Regions from separate parts of the Pan troglodytes genome. Here all the other regions are linked to region 3. The links are chromatin contacts, called in public HiChIP or PLAC-seq maps. All regions are on one chromosome and are shown on one strand. The core of a region is the stretch at or near the end of the contact, and the rest is flanking DNA. Distances in the headings are between cores, read along the strand shown. Region 1 holds the start of PRPF8 (pre-mRNA processing factor 8). Region 2 holds the start of RILP (Rab interacting lysosomal protein). Region 3 holds the start of SMG6 (SMG6 nonsense mediated mRNA decay factor). Region 4 holds the start of TLCD2 (TLC domain containing 2).

Region 1 (2,700 bases), core at 154-2,653, 630 kb after region 3:
CTCTCGCCGCTGCCTCCCAACGTGCTAGGATATACAGGTATGAGTCACCGTGCCCGGCTTCTTTCTTAACTCTTTCTAGTAGTTCTACCACTTGGGATTACCTTTTTCCTTCCTCTCCATTTACCTTTATGAAATCCTCACATCCATCCATCTCCATCAAATCTTTAACAATTCTCCTCTGTCTTTTTTGACTGTAGGGACCTTCAGAACACCCAGCCCTTGCTGAAACTCCCCATTGCATTAAAAAATAGATTTCAGGCCGGGCATGGGGGCTCATGCCTGTAATCCCAGCATTCTGGGAGGGCCGAGGCAGGAGGATTTCGTAAGGTCAGGAGTTTGAGACCAGCCTGGCCAACATAGTGAAACCCTGTTTCTACTAAAAATACAAAACTTAGCCGGCAGTAGTGGCGCGTGCCTGTAATCCAGCTACTCTGGAGACTGAAGCAGGAGAATTGCTTGATCCTGGGAGGTGGAGGTTGTGGTGAATTGAGATCGCGCCATTGCACTCCGGTCTGGGCAACAGAGTGAGACCCTGTCTCAAAAAAACAAAAGGAATATTTAAAAAATTTTTACCGTTCTGAAAGCACATTGACATCCTTTGAATTTTTTTCTAATTATTTCACTTTGATTTGTAAATTCTCAACTAGATTCAGGGGCTGTATGGGTTACAATTCCTCTGCACCCTCCACGGAATTTCAGACTTTTTTTTTTCCCCCGAGACAGAGTCTCGCTCTGTCACCCAGGCTGGAGTGCAGTGGCGCGATCTTGGCTCACTGCAACCTCCCCCTCCCGGGTTCAAGCGATTCTCCTGCCTCAGCTTCCCGAGTAGCTGGGACTACAGGCGCCCGCCACCACGCCCGGCTAATTTTTGTATTTTTAGTAGAGACGGGGTTTCACCATGTTGGCCAGGCTGGCCTCGAACTTCTGGCTTTAAGTGATCCGCCTGCCTCGGCCTCCCAAAGTGCTGCGATTCCAGGCGTGAGCCACCGCGCCCGGCCAAGGTCTTAATTCTTGCCTGCCTTTCTGCTCCCCTGTGAACTCTACTGGTTGTCTTTTTTCCTGCTTTATCCCTCGTCCTTGGTAGACAGTGATGGTTAAATGAATGAATGCATGAACAAATGACTGTCCAGGAGCTAGTACTGCATTGCATGTACACATTGATGACAACAGACATCGTACAATGCGCAATCTTGGCAAATTTATTCAAACCCTTTAGACTTCGGTCTCTCACAGTGCGACGCCGGGAGCCCATCACGCTGAGGTCTGTCAGAGGCCCCAGAAACAGCCTCGGAAATGGAGGAGGCGGGGCTTCACCCCGACCACACCCCCTTGCGTTCAAAGCCTTTCCGCCTATGGGCCCGCCTCCTCGGCGCAGTGTGCAACTCTAATTGGTCGTCTCACTAATCCATCTGAGCACCTCGGCGCCGACTGGATCAACTGCTGAACTCGGGTTGCGCACTTCCCGGCGCTGGGAACGAGGAGCGGACGCAGACTGGCCGCCATTGCGCTGCGGGGAAAGCGGCCTCTTGTGTGAGGGCCTGTGAGGTGCGTGGCAGGCGTTTAAGGCCGGGCTGCGGGAGGCGTGGTCGGGTCGGGGCGAGTGACCGAAGGGGTTAGGCCGGGCGGGGCTGGATGCACTGTGTGGCGGGACTGCAGGCCGGGGTCCCCGGACGCCTTTCTGCTGCGCTTCTTGTGGGCCCGGGCCTGTGGTTAGTGAATTTTTTTATCCCGCCGCTCCCCAGATTCTCCGGATATGGCCGGAGTATTTCCTTATCGAGGGCCGGGTAACCCGGTGCCTGGCCCTCTAGCCCCGCTACCGGACTACATGTCGGAGGAGAAGCTGCAGGAGAAAGGTGAGGCGGGAGTGTGGAGCGGCGCGCGGGCCGGAGGCGGGGCGGGTGTGCGCGCGCGCAGGCGGGTGGGGACCCTCCCCGTTTGGGCAGCTCCTGAGGTGTCAGCTCCCTTGTTATTTCCAGTTAATTTTTCATCAAGTCATTTTAAGCGCGTATTATTTGCAAGCGCTGATCCAGCGGGGGTACAGTAGTGACGGAGACAAAATTCCTGTCCTTACGGGGTTTAAATTACAGCGGGAGAGATAGACAATAACAAAACCTCGAGGCTCTGTAATAAAAATGTCAGGCCGGGCGCGGTGGCTCACGCTTGTAATCCCAGCACTTTGGGAGGCCCAGGCGGGCGGATCACCTGAGGTCAGGAGTTCCAGACCAGCCTGGCCAACACAGTGAAACCTCGTCTCTACGAAAAATACAAAAATGAGTCGTGTGTGGTGGCGCGTCTCTATAATCCCAGCTACTGGGGAGGCTGAGGCAGGAGAATGGCTTGAACCCAGGAGGCGGAGGTTGCAGTGAGCCGACATCGCACCATTGCACTCCAGCCTGGGAGACAGAGCGAAACAACTCTCAAAAAAATAAAAAAAAAGTCAGATAGTGATCAATGTGATGAAAGGAAAAATAGAGTAAAATGGTAAGGGAATTGGCAAGGGGTGCTTCTTCCTGCTGGTGCCTGCTCCTCCCTCACACTCACTGACAGGAGCTTACCCTAGGGCAAGAGGTGAAGAGGATTAGGCGAGGGTGTGCAGGCCTTTAAACTGAGGTTCCTTTCCAGCTCGAAAATGGCAGCAATTGCAGGCCAAGCGCTATGCAGAAAAGCGGAAGTTTGGGTTTGTGGATGCCCAGAAGGAAG
Region 2 (2,700 bases), core at 56-2,555, 660 kb after region 3:
CTGTCGGACCGTTTCCTTGGCTTCTTCATGGTCCCTGCCCAGTCCTCGTGGAACTACAACTTCATGGGTAAGTGGGAGGAGCCTGGGGATGTGGGGATAGCAGTAGGGATAAGGTGAGGCCATCGCCCTTTGCACTTGGGGCCTGGCTGGCTTGGAGGTGGCGCAGGCTGCATGAGGCAGGAGCCTTGTTAACATTGGCTGTTTCCTTCTCCCCGAAGGTGTTCGGCATGACCCCAACATGAAATATGAGCTACAGCTGGCGAACCCCAAAGAGTTCTACCACGAGGTGCACAGGCCCTCCCACTTCCTCAACTTTGCTCTCCTGCAGGAGGGGGAGGTTTACTCTGCGGATCGGGAGGACCTGTATGCCTGACTGTTTCCCTGCCTCCTGCTTCAGCCTCCCGAGGCCGGAGCCTCAGCCCCTCCAGACAGGCCGCTGACATTCAGCAGTTTGGCCTCTTTCCCTCTGTCTGTGCTTGTGTTGTTGACCTCCTGATGGCTTGTCATCCTGAATAAAATATAATAATAAATTTTGTATAAATAGGAGTTCAGGGGCTGGTTTGTTTTTTTTTTTCCCCCCGAACTCAAATTCTGGATTTAGGTCTAACAGGAGGCCGGACTGGAGCGGTTCACAGCAAGATGCTGGGCTCGGCTGTGAAGGGGGAGTGTGAGGCCCCCTTCCTATTCAGGGCTTTGGGGTAAATAGCCCCTGGACTCTGGAGACCTGAGGCGGGGCTGGGCTTTCACACTCCGCTGCCTTGACCACATTTGCTGCTTTCTCCACAAAACTACTTGGAAGCTCTCGCCTCCTTTCCACAGTTTTGGGAGCAGTTGCCCTTTCCCGGGTCTAGGAACTCTGTGGCTTGTGCTGAGCGGCTGCGGTGTCCAGCCCAGCCCTTTAAGCTTTCTGTGTCAGTCCTGGTCAGGAAAACAAGCACACAGGCAGGCAGTTTGTGTACAGCCGGGCGGAGGCCAGAGACCGGCTGCCTACCTGTCACCTCTCGCCTGGAGCCGGCCACTGCCAAGTTGGCCCCATGACTCCAAACGGGCGGAGCCTGGATTGGGCCTGTGGGGAGGGCTCCACTCAAGTGACCACTTGCAGCCCTGAGCCTCAGCTCTTGGACGCCTGGCTGGAAGTTGGCTGTCTTGTTTCCTGTGACCTTGGGGGTGGAAAGGACAGGGCCCAGGCGACCTAGGGCACTATCTCCCTACCCCACGCCTTCTCCCTTCCTCGTTCCTCCCTACCCTTATCGCTTCTACCCCGCCCACACCGCCCTAAACGGCTTCCTGGGGCGGAACTGTTTCGCTTTTCCCCGTCCCAGTGGAGGCGGGGGGGGGGGGGGGGGGTTGCAGCCCTAAGCCTCTGGGAGACATGGAGCCCAGGAGGGCGGCGCCTGGGGCGCCTGGCTGGGGGTCTCGGGAGGCCGCGGGGTCGGCATCGGCCGCGGAGCTTGTGTACCATCTAGCCGGGGCCCTGGGCACTGAGCTGCAGGATCTGGCGCGCCGTTTCGGGCCGGAGGCGGCGGCCGGGCTGGTGCCGCTAGTGGTGCGGGCGCTGGAGCTCTTGGAACAGGCTGCCGTGGGGCCCGCCCCGGACTCGGTGAGTCATGGCCCTCCCTTCGCCACCCACGGGGCCGGCAGGGCCGAAGCCTGAGACCGGGGTCTCCCCAGCTGCAGGTGTCGGCGCAGCAGGCGGAGCAGGAGCTGCGGCGGCTGCGGGAGGAGAACGAGCGCCTCCGCAGGGAGCTGCGCGCGGGGCCACAGGGTAAGCGCAGCCCCGGCCAGGGCAGGGCGGGTGGCGACCTGCTCGGGTCCTCCCCTCCCTCCCGCGGGCCGCGCGCCGCCGCCGCTAAGAACGCCCCTTCCTCAGAGGAGCGCGCGCTGCTGCGGCAGCTCAAGGAGGTCACGGACCGACAGCGGGACGAACTCCGGGCGCACAACCGCGACCTGCGGCAGCGCGGCCAGGAGACCGAGGCGGTGAGGGCGGGGCGCGGGCGGGGCGGGGCGGGGCGGGGGCGGAGCGAGGCGGGCGCGGGGCGGGGCTCCGGGGGCCCTCGGTGCCCCGCCCACCCCACCCTTTGCTCCGCTCCCAGTTGCAGGAGCAGCTGCAGCGCCTCCTGCTGGTGAACGCTGAGCTGCGGCACAAGCTGGCGGCCGTGCAGACCCAGCTGCGCGCCGCGCAGGACCGCGAGAGGGAGCGCCAGCAGCCTGGCGAAGCCGCGACTCCGCAGGCTAAAGAGCGAGCGCGGGGGCAGGCCGGGCGGCCCGGGCACCAGCACGGACAGGAGCCCGAATGGGCGACCGCCGGCGCAGGCGCCCCAGGGAACCCTGAGGACCCGGTGAGTGCCGTATGAGGGCAAGGACCCAGCCCAGGACTCAGCGTCCAGCCCTCGGTGGGCACTCAAGCAAGGTTTGCATGCTGCACAGCAGGTCGGCCAGGAAGCGGGGAGGTGGCAGACAGATCTGCGCCCCCGGCCGGCCTCGGCCCCCGCTCTCACCTGGAGCACTGCTCTGTTATCTGTCAGGGCACCCTTGTCCCCCAAGTCTCCCGGCCCGTCACTTCCTCTAGCATTCCCATGATGGCCCTGGGGCGGGGGAACGCCAGCCGAGGCGACCCTCTGACTGTGCCTGTCCTTCCAAAGGCGGAGGCCGCGCAGCAGCTCGGGGGCCCCTCGGAGGCAGGACAGTGCCGCTTCAGTC
Region 3 (2,700 bases), core at 149-2,648:
GCTGTGGAGGGGCAACAGGTGGAGGCAGGAGGCCTTGGGGAAGGGAGCTTCACCTCTGCACAGTTCTCCAAAAAAAGATTCAAGTACCAGCCTTCTGGTATAGTTCAATTTTAAAGATGGGAAATTAAAAAGTCAACCTGAGATCCACAGCAGTAATTTTTTTCAAGAATCCATAGTGACACAGAAATTCCCAAATTGACTTTTTTTTTTTTTGAGGCGGAGTCTCGCTCTGTTGGAGACTCCGGGGCTGGAGTGCAGTGGCGCGATCTCGGCTCACTGCAGTCTCCGCCTCCCGGGTTCAAGCGATCCGCCCGTCTCAGCCTTCCGAGTCGCCGGGATTACAGGTCCCAAATGGACTTATATGCCTCCTGATGTACTTCCTTCCACACGATTCCAACTATATCGTATCTAGTTTTTAAAAGTCAGGGGGCGGCCGGGCGCGGTGGCTCACGCCTGTAATCCCAGCACTTTGGGAGGCCGACGCGGGTGGATCACCTGAGGTCAGGAGTTCGAGACCAGCCTAGTGAAACCCCGTCTCTACAAAAAATACAAAAATTAGCCGGGCTTGGTGGCGTGCACCTGTAATCCCAGCTACTATAGGGAGGCTGAGGCAGGAGAATCGCTTGAATCCAGGAGGCGGAGCTTGCAGTGAGCCGAGACCGCGCCACTGCACTCCAGCCTGGGCGACAGAGCGAGACTCCGTCTAAAAAAAAAAAAAAAAAAAGAGGGTTTGGGGATGTGGCTTGCTGTAATGAAAAAGGCTTTGATAGGTTTTTATCCACGGTGTCACCCTGGGCAATTTACTTCCGTTCTCTGGGATTCAGTTTCCTAATCTTAGAAATTGGAATAGTAGAGAAGCTGAGGCGGGAGAAAAGCTTGAACCCGGGAGGCGGAGCTTGCAGTGAGCCGAGATCGCGCCACTGCACTCCAGCCCGGGAGTCTCCAACAGAGCGAGACTCCAACTAAAAAAAAAAAAAAAAAAAAAAAGGAATACTAATAACTCTTAGCAGATCTTCAAGGTCCCAAGTAATGGCCCGCGGCGCTAGGCCGGGCCTGTGGCGGGAGAGCCTGGCCTAAGGTGTCCAGAGGAGCCCAGGCTGAGGGGTGTCTCTGTCAACCCGAGTCCCAGACTAGCAGTGTCCTTGGTGTCCACGACAACAGCAACGGCAGCCACCGCCGCAAACGCCCGCCTGGCCTGGCACGGCCCGGCCTCGCCTCACCTCAGCTCACCGGCGCCGCACCTCCAGCTCCAGCCTCCGCGCGCCTCCCCGGCCGCACCTCTGCGCACGCGCAGCGCCCGCCCGCCCCACCCAGGCTCTCGCTCCGGTCCCGCCCCTCTGGAACCGGCGGCGGGCGCTTTTCCTCCCAGCGCGGCCACCGTCGTTCGGAAAGGGAGGGCGGCAGGGGGCGGGGAAAGGCCGGGAGGTGGGCGAGCGCGCGCGCCGCCCGTCTGTGGTGGTTTCCTGGCTGCGCGCGGCGGTGGCGGAGCCGCTACGGCTGTAGCAGCAGCCGCGAAGATGGCGGAAGGCCTGGAGCGTGTGCGGATCTCCGCGTCGGAGCTGCGCGGGATCCTGGCTACTCTGGCCCCGCAGGCCGGGAGCAGAGGTGAGTCGCGCCGCCCAGCTCCTGGGCCGGGCCTGCCCGCCCCGCCTCCCTCTCCTCCTCCTCTGCCTCCTCCCCGCTCGGCCCTGGGCTCCGGAGCCCCCGCCCCTTCCCCCAGCAGTAGGCGCTGGGGCCGCGGCGGACCCTCGCTGCCCTACCTCTCTCGCGGGTTAGTGCGGGGTCGGGCTCGGCCAGTCCTGGCCAGCTCCGGGAGAGCCTGGCCCGAATTCCTGCCTCCACCCTCTTTCTCGCCGCGAAGGTGACTGTTCCTTTTGCCCCAGCCCTCTCAGACCCGCCCCGGATTCCCAGGCATCGGGAGACGCGGAAAGGAGTGGGGTCTGGTGGAGGCCCCGGGAGTATCGCTCTCCAGGCCGCCCTCCGCGGGCCTGCCCCGGCCACCGCTTTAGCGTCGGAGAGAAGGAATTGGGGAGAAAGGTTTAAGAGCCTGCGACTTCGTTGCTGAACTTTTCCCCCCCAAGACAGGCTTCCGAAAGCTGCGCCACTGGAGGGATCCGGGACCTCAGACTACTCGGGTTTGGCCCTGGCATGTGTGGGAGCAGTTTTTATTAGAGAGAATGCTCAATTTGCAAGTTAATTTCAAGTCTCCAGCCACGTCAGGAAAGTAAGAAAGATTCTAAGTGTCTCACCTCTTCTGCGTTAGGCAATAGAGTTGTGTAGAATGGTAGCTGTGATAGGTGCCTTCTCTAGGTTTGCGGCCAGTCTGTGAAATTGGTTTTTGTTGATTAACATAATTGGATTATTAAGGCTATTTTCTCCCGCTGCTCTAGAAAGTAGTAGGAATAGCTTTCCCCATCCCCCCGCCCCCCACCAAGTTACAGACTGCCGAGGGTGAGCTATTCTTGGGTTAAACTGCTTTATCTTTGTGGATACTTCATGAACCTACCTTTTAAACTTATGAAAATAGTGAAGCACTATCCAAAACCTCAGTCTCTTTTCTTCCCCTTTTCCATACACCTACAAACAGTAAATGTACTTGCTGGAGCATATGATTCCTGTTTTGGGCTTGTTTGCATTTATATTTAGAGACCAATACTAGGATTAAAAACTTTTTTATTGTTGTTGTTATTATTTTTTGAG
Region 4 (2,700 bases), core at 87-2,586, 600 kb after region 3:
CGTAGAGCAGATAAAAAAGACGGAAGGCATACTAAAAAATGTTGAGTGGTTATCTTTGTATGGTGGAACAAAGTCACTGTAATTTTCATCTTTGGTTTTTCTGTAATTTCCAAATTTTCTACATTTTGTATTTCATATAATAAATATAATTTAAGAGATCAGTGTTATTATTTAAACCTTTGGAGAGGTGGGAGTAGAAGAATGAAGGGAAGACCTCAGCTTTTTTGGTGAGAAGGTTTGGTTGGGGCACCTCTTGGTTTATGAACTTAATTCTTTGAAGTAGCTGGAATCCTCCCTCTCAGCCTGCAGGAAACAGCTCTGACTTGCTGACTGTCTGCCAGCTGAAGAGGTGGAGTGGAGTAAGGTGGAAGGAAAGCAGTGCAACCTGGGGCTCTTCAGGTGGTGAGGGGCTGGGGGAGGCTCTTCCTCTTAAGGCTGGAGGGTTCCGGAATCCTAACCCCCCTGCTACTGAGAGCAGGACAGGTCTGTTTTTCTCTTCTGACTCTGTCCCAGCCTTGAAGGGACCCTGTGTTACCTTTCCTTGCCCTCGGATTGAAGATATTCTACCCACCCAACGGGTACCAAGCCCTTGGGGAAGGAAGTGCTTTTCAAGACTGGGGGCCAGCGATTCCCTTTTGCGTCCTCTTCCTAATGAGGCTCCTCCGTAGGGCCGAAAACAATGCTGGGGGTCGGGCCGGGGCCCAGTGGGTCGCTTCTCCAACATGGGGGCTCCTGGGGGTTGTGGGGGAGGGGGAGCAGAACTGCTGGAATTACAGGTTTGCCGGGATATGGTAAAGGCGTGGAAACCTCAGGAGGCAGAAGGGGTGACTCCAAGAAAGTGGGGCACCCCGTCCCCACCACGGACGCGGGGAGGGAAGTGGGGGCGGCGGCCAGGCTCGGGCAGGTACGAGTGGGCTGCGCTAGCCTCTGCCTTGCAGGGTGTGGCGGTGGGTGGTGATGACGCTCAGCAGGTGAAAGTCGCGGGAGCCGGGAAGAGGAGGTCAAGGTTCGTGGGTGGGGCCCGGGAGTGTCAGGTGAGGTTAGACTGGAGACCCAGGTCTGCAACTCCAGCGCTTCAGGACGCTTGGAGCTGGGGAGGACCCCTATTGGCGAACATCCCGGAGGCCCCCCGAGCTCCAGGGCATGGTCTACTGCCCGGAGCCCCCGAACCGCTCCCCCGGCTGGAGCAAGACGCAATCGGTGGCCAAGGCTCCGGGGGCGGCGGCCCCGCGGCTGCTCCAATCACCGCACAGGCGAGGGACTGGGCGTGGACGAACGGGGAAAAGTTCCTGCTGATCCCGAAGGCGCGGCGGGGAGGGGAGCCGGGGCCCCAGCCCTGCCGGGAAGCGGGTTCCCAGTCCCGGCCGAGAGCGCGGGCGCCGAGGGGACCGACCCGGACCCCCCGCACCCCCCCAACCGCCAGGCCATGGCTCCCACGGGGCTCCTGGTGGCCGGCGCCTCCTTCCTCGCGTTCCGGGGGCTGCACTGGGGGCTGCGGCGGCTCGGGACCGCTGACAGTGGTGGAACCTCTGCGTCTCCCTGGCGCACAGCCTGCTCTCGGGGACCGGGGCGCTGCTCGGGTGCGGGCTTGGGGGCTCGAGGCGCACGGGGCGAGGGCGAGGGGTGGGAGGCTGAGGCCGGGAGACCCGCCGGGCGTCTCCAGAGCTGAGACTGGGGTGGGGGTGCGCACAGGGAGACTGCGGCCGGGGCCTCGAGAGGCTGACCATGCCCCCCCCCCATGTCCCCACCCCATGCCCCCAGCCTGTCACTGTACCCTCAGATGGCCGCCGACCCCATCCATGGCCACCCGCGCTGGGCTCTGGTGCTGGTGGCTGTGTCTGTGGGTGAGTCTGCAGGGAAGGCTGGGCCGGTGGTGGGGATGGGGCGGGGGGCAGCTTCTGCTGTCCTTCGAGGTCCATTCCCCGCCCCCATGGGGGTTAAACGTTCCTGAAGGCTTTACCGAGGGAAAACGAAGAACTGGGAGAGGGGCGGGGCGGGGGGGCTGGAAATCCTCTCTAAGCTGCCCGGGCTCTGGAGCAGCCTAACCCCTACCCCCATGCCCACAGGTTACTTCCTGGCAGACGGAGCTGACCTGCTGTGGAACCAGACCTTGGGCAAGACCTGGGATCTTCTCTGTCATCATTTGGTGGTGAGACTCTGAGGGGAGAAGCCAGACAGGAAGGGAGGAGGGGAGCCCTGTTCAGCCCGAGGTTCCCAGTCTCTCCTCATTCTTTTTTTTTTTTTTTTTTTTGAGACGGAGTCTCACTCTGTCACCCAGGCTGGAGTCCAGTGGTTCGGCCTCTGTTCACTGCAACCTTCGCCTCCTGGGTTCAAGCAATTCTCCTGCCTCAGCCTCCCACGTAGCTGGGATTACAGGCACCTGCCACCATGCCCAAGTAATTTTTTGTATTTTTAGTAAAAACGGGGTTTCTCCATGTTGGCCAGGCTGGTCTCGAACTTCTGACCTCAGGTGATCCGCTCACTTCAGCCTTCCAAAGTGCTGGGATTACAAGCATGAGCCACCGCCCCTGGCCCTCTCTTCATTTTTCTGTCCTATAATTTCCCACAGTTTCTGCCCCCAGCTGGTGCTTGGCTCCCAGTCTTAGGCTGAGTTAGGGGGAGGAGGCGGCTGCTGGCCACAGCTGGGGAGTCCAGATACCCACCAGGCCAGGGCACCTACCATGCCAGGGCACCCACCAT

The links. HiChIP or PLAC-seq counts read pairs in DNA pulled down with a chosen protein or histone mark.
Region 1: an H3K4me3 HiChIP or PLAC-seq map of stem cell-derived excitatory neurons shows a contact between it and region 3, with 5 times the contacts expected there. The contact joins the promoter of PRPF8 here to the promoter of SMG6 in region 3. A contact is called at or near these places in 1 of 1 datasets of contacts at active chromatin or transcription factors (stem cell-derived excitatory neurons) and 1 of 1 other capture datasets (stem cell-derived neural stem cells).
Region 2: an H3K4me3 HiChIP or PLAC-seq map of stem cell-derived excitatory neurons shows a contact between it and region 3, with 6 times the contacts expected there. The contact joins the promoter of RILP here to the promoter of SMG6 in region 3. A contact is called at or near these places in 1 of 1 datasets of contacts at active chromatin or transcription factors (stem cell-derived excitatory neurons) and 1 of 1 other capture datasets (stem cell-derived neural stem cells).
Region 4: an H3K4me3 HiChIP or PLAC-seq map of stem cell-derived excitatory neurons shows a contact between it and region 3, with 4 times the contacts expected there. The contact joins the promoter of TLCD2 here to the promoter of SMG6 in region 3. A contact is called at or near these places in 1 of 1 datasets of contacts at active chromatin or transcription factors (stem cell-derived excitatory neurons) and 1 of 1 other capture datasets (stem cell-derived neural stem cells).

What each region holds. Positions count from the first base shown.
Region 1 is chr19:12,166,946-12,169,645 of NHGRI_mPanTro3-v2.0_pri, reverse strand. PRPF8 (pre-mRNA processing factor 8) reads left to right here and starts at 1,403. Exons shown (of 43, transcript XM_016931138.4): 1 at 1,403-1,545; 2 at 1,743-1,853; 3 at 2,623-2,700. The coding sequence starts at 1,754.
Region 2 is chr19:12,132,311-12,135,010 of NHGRI_mPanTro3-v2.0_pri, reverse strand. It overlaps RILP (Rab interacting lysosomal protein), which reads left to right and starts at 1,305. Exons shown (of 8, transcript XM_016931144.4): 1 at 1,305-1,600; 2 at 1,672-1,765; 3 at 1,871-1,977; 4 at 2,094-2,339; 5 at 2,643-2,700. The coding sequence starts at 1,373. It overlaps PRPF8 (pre-mRNA processing factor 8), which reads left to right. Exons shown (of 43, transcript XM_016931138.4): 42 at 1-67; 43 at 219-546. The coding sequence ends at 373.
Region 3 is chr19:12,796,607-12,799,306 of NHGRI_mPanTro3-v2.0_pri, reverse strand. SMG6 (SMG6 nonsense mediated mRNA decay factor) reads left to right here and starts at 1,398. Exons shown (of 19, transcript XM_003315290.6): 1 at 1,398-1,605. The coding sequence starts at 1,518. SRR (serine racemase) reads right to left here and starts at 1,282. Exons shown (of 8, transcript XM_016931178.4): 1 at 1,221-1,282.
Region 4 is chr19:12,192,290-12,194,989 of NHGRI_mPanTro3-v2.0_pri, reverse strand. It overlaps TLCD2 (TLC domain containing 2), which reads left to right and starts at 1,336. Exons shown (of 3, transcript XM_054669934.2): 1 at 1,336-1,580; 2 at 2,067-2,149. The coding sequence starts at 1,427. It overlaps LOC129137515 (a long non-coding RNA gene), which reads left to right. Exons shown (of 5, transcript XR_010152744.1): 5 at 1-156.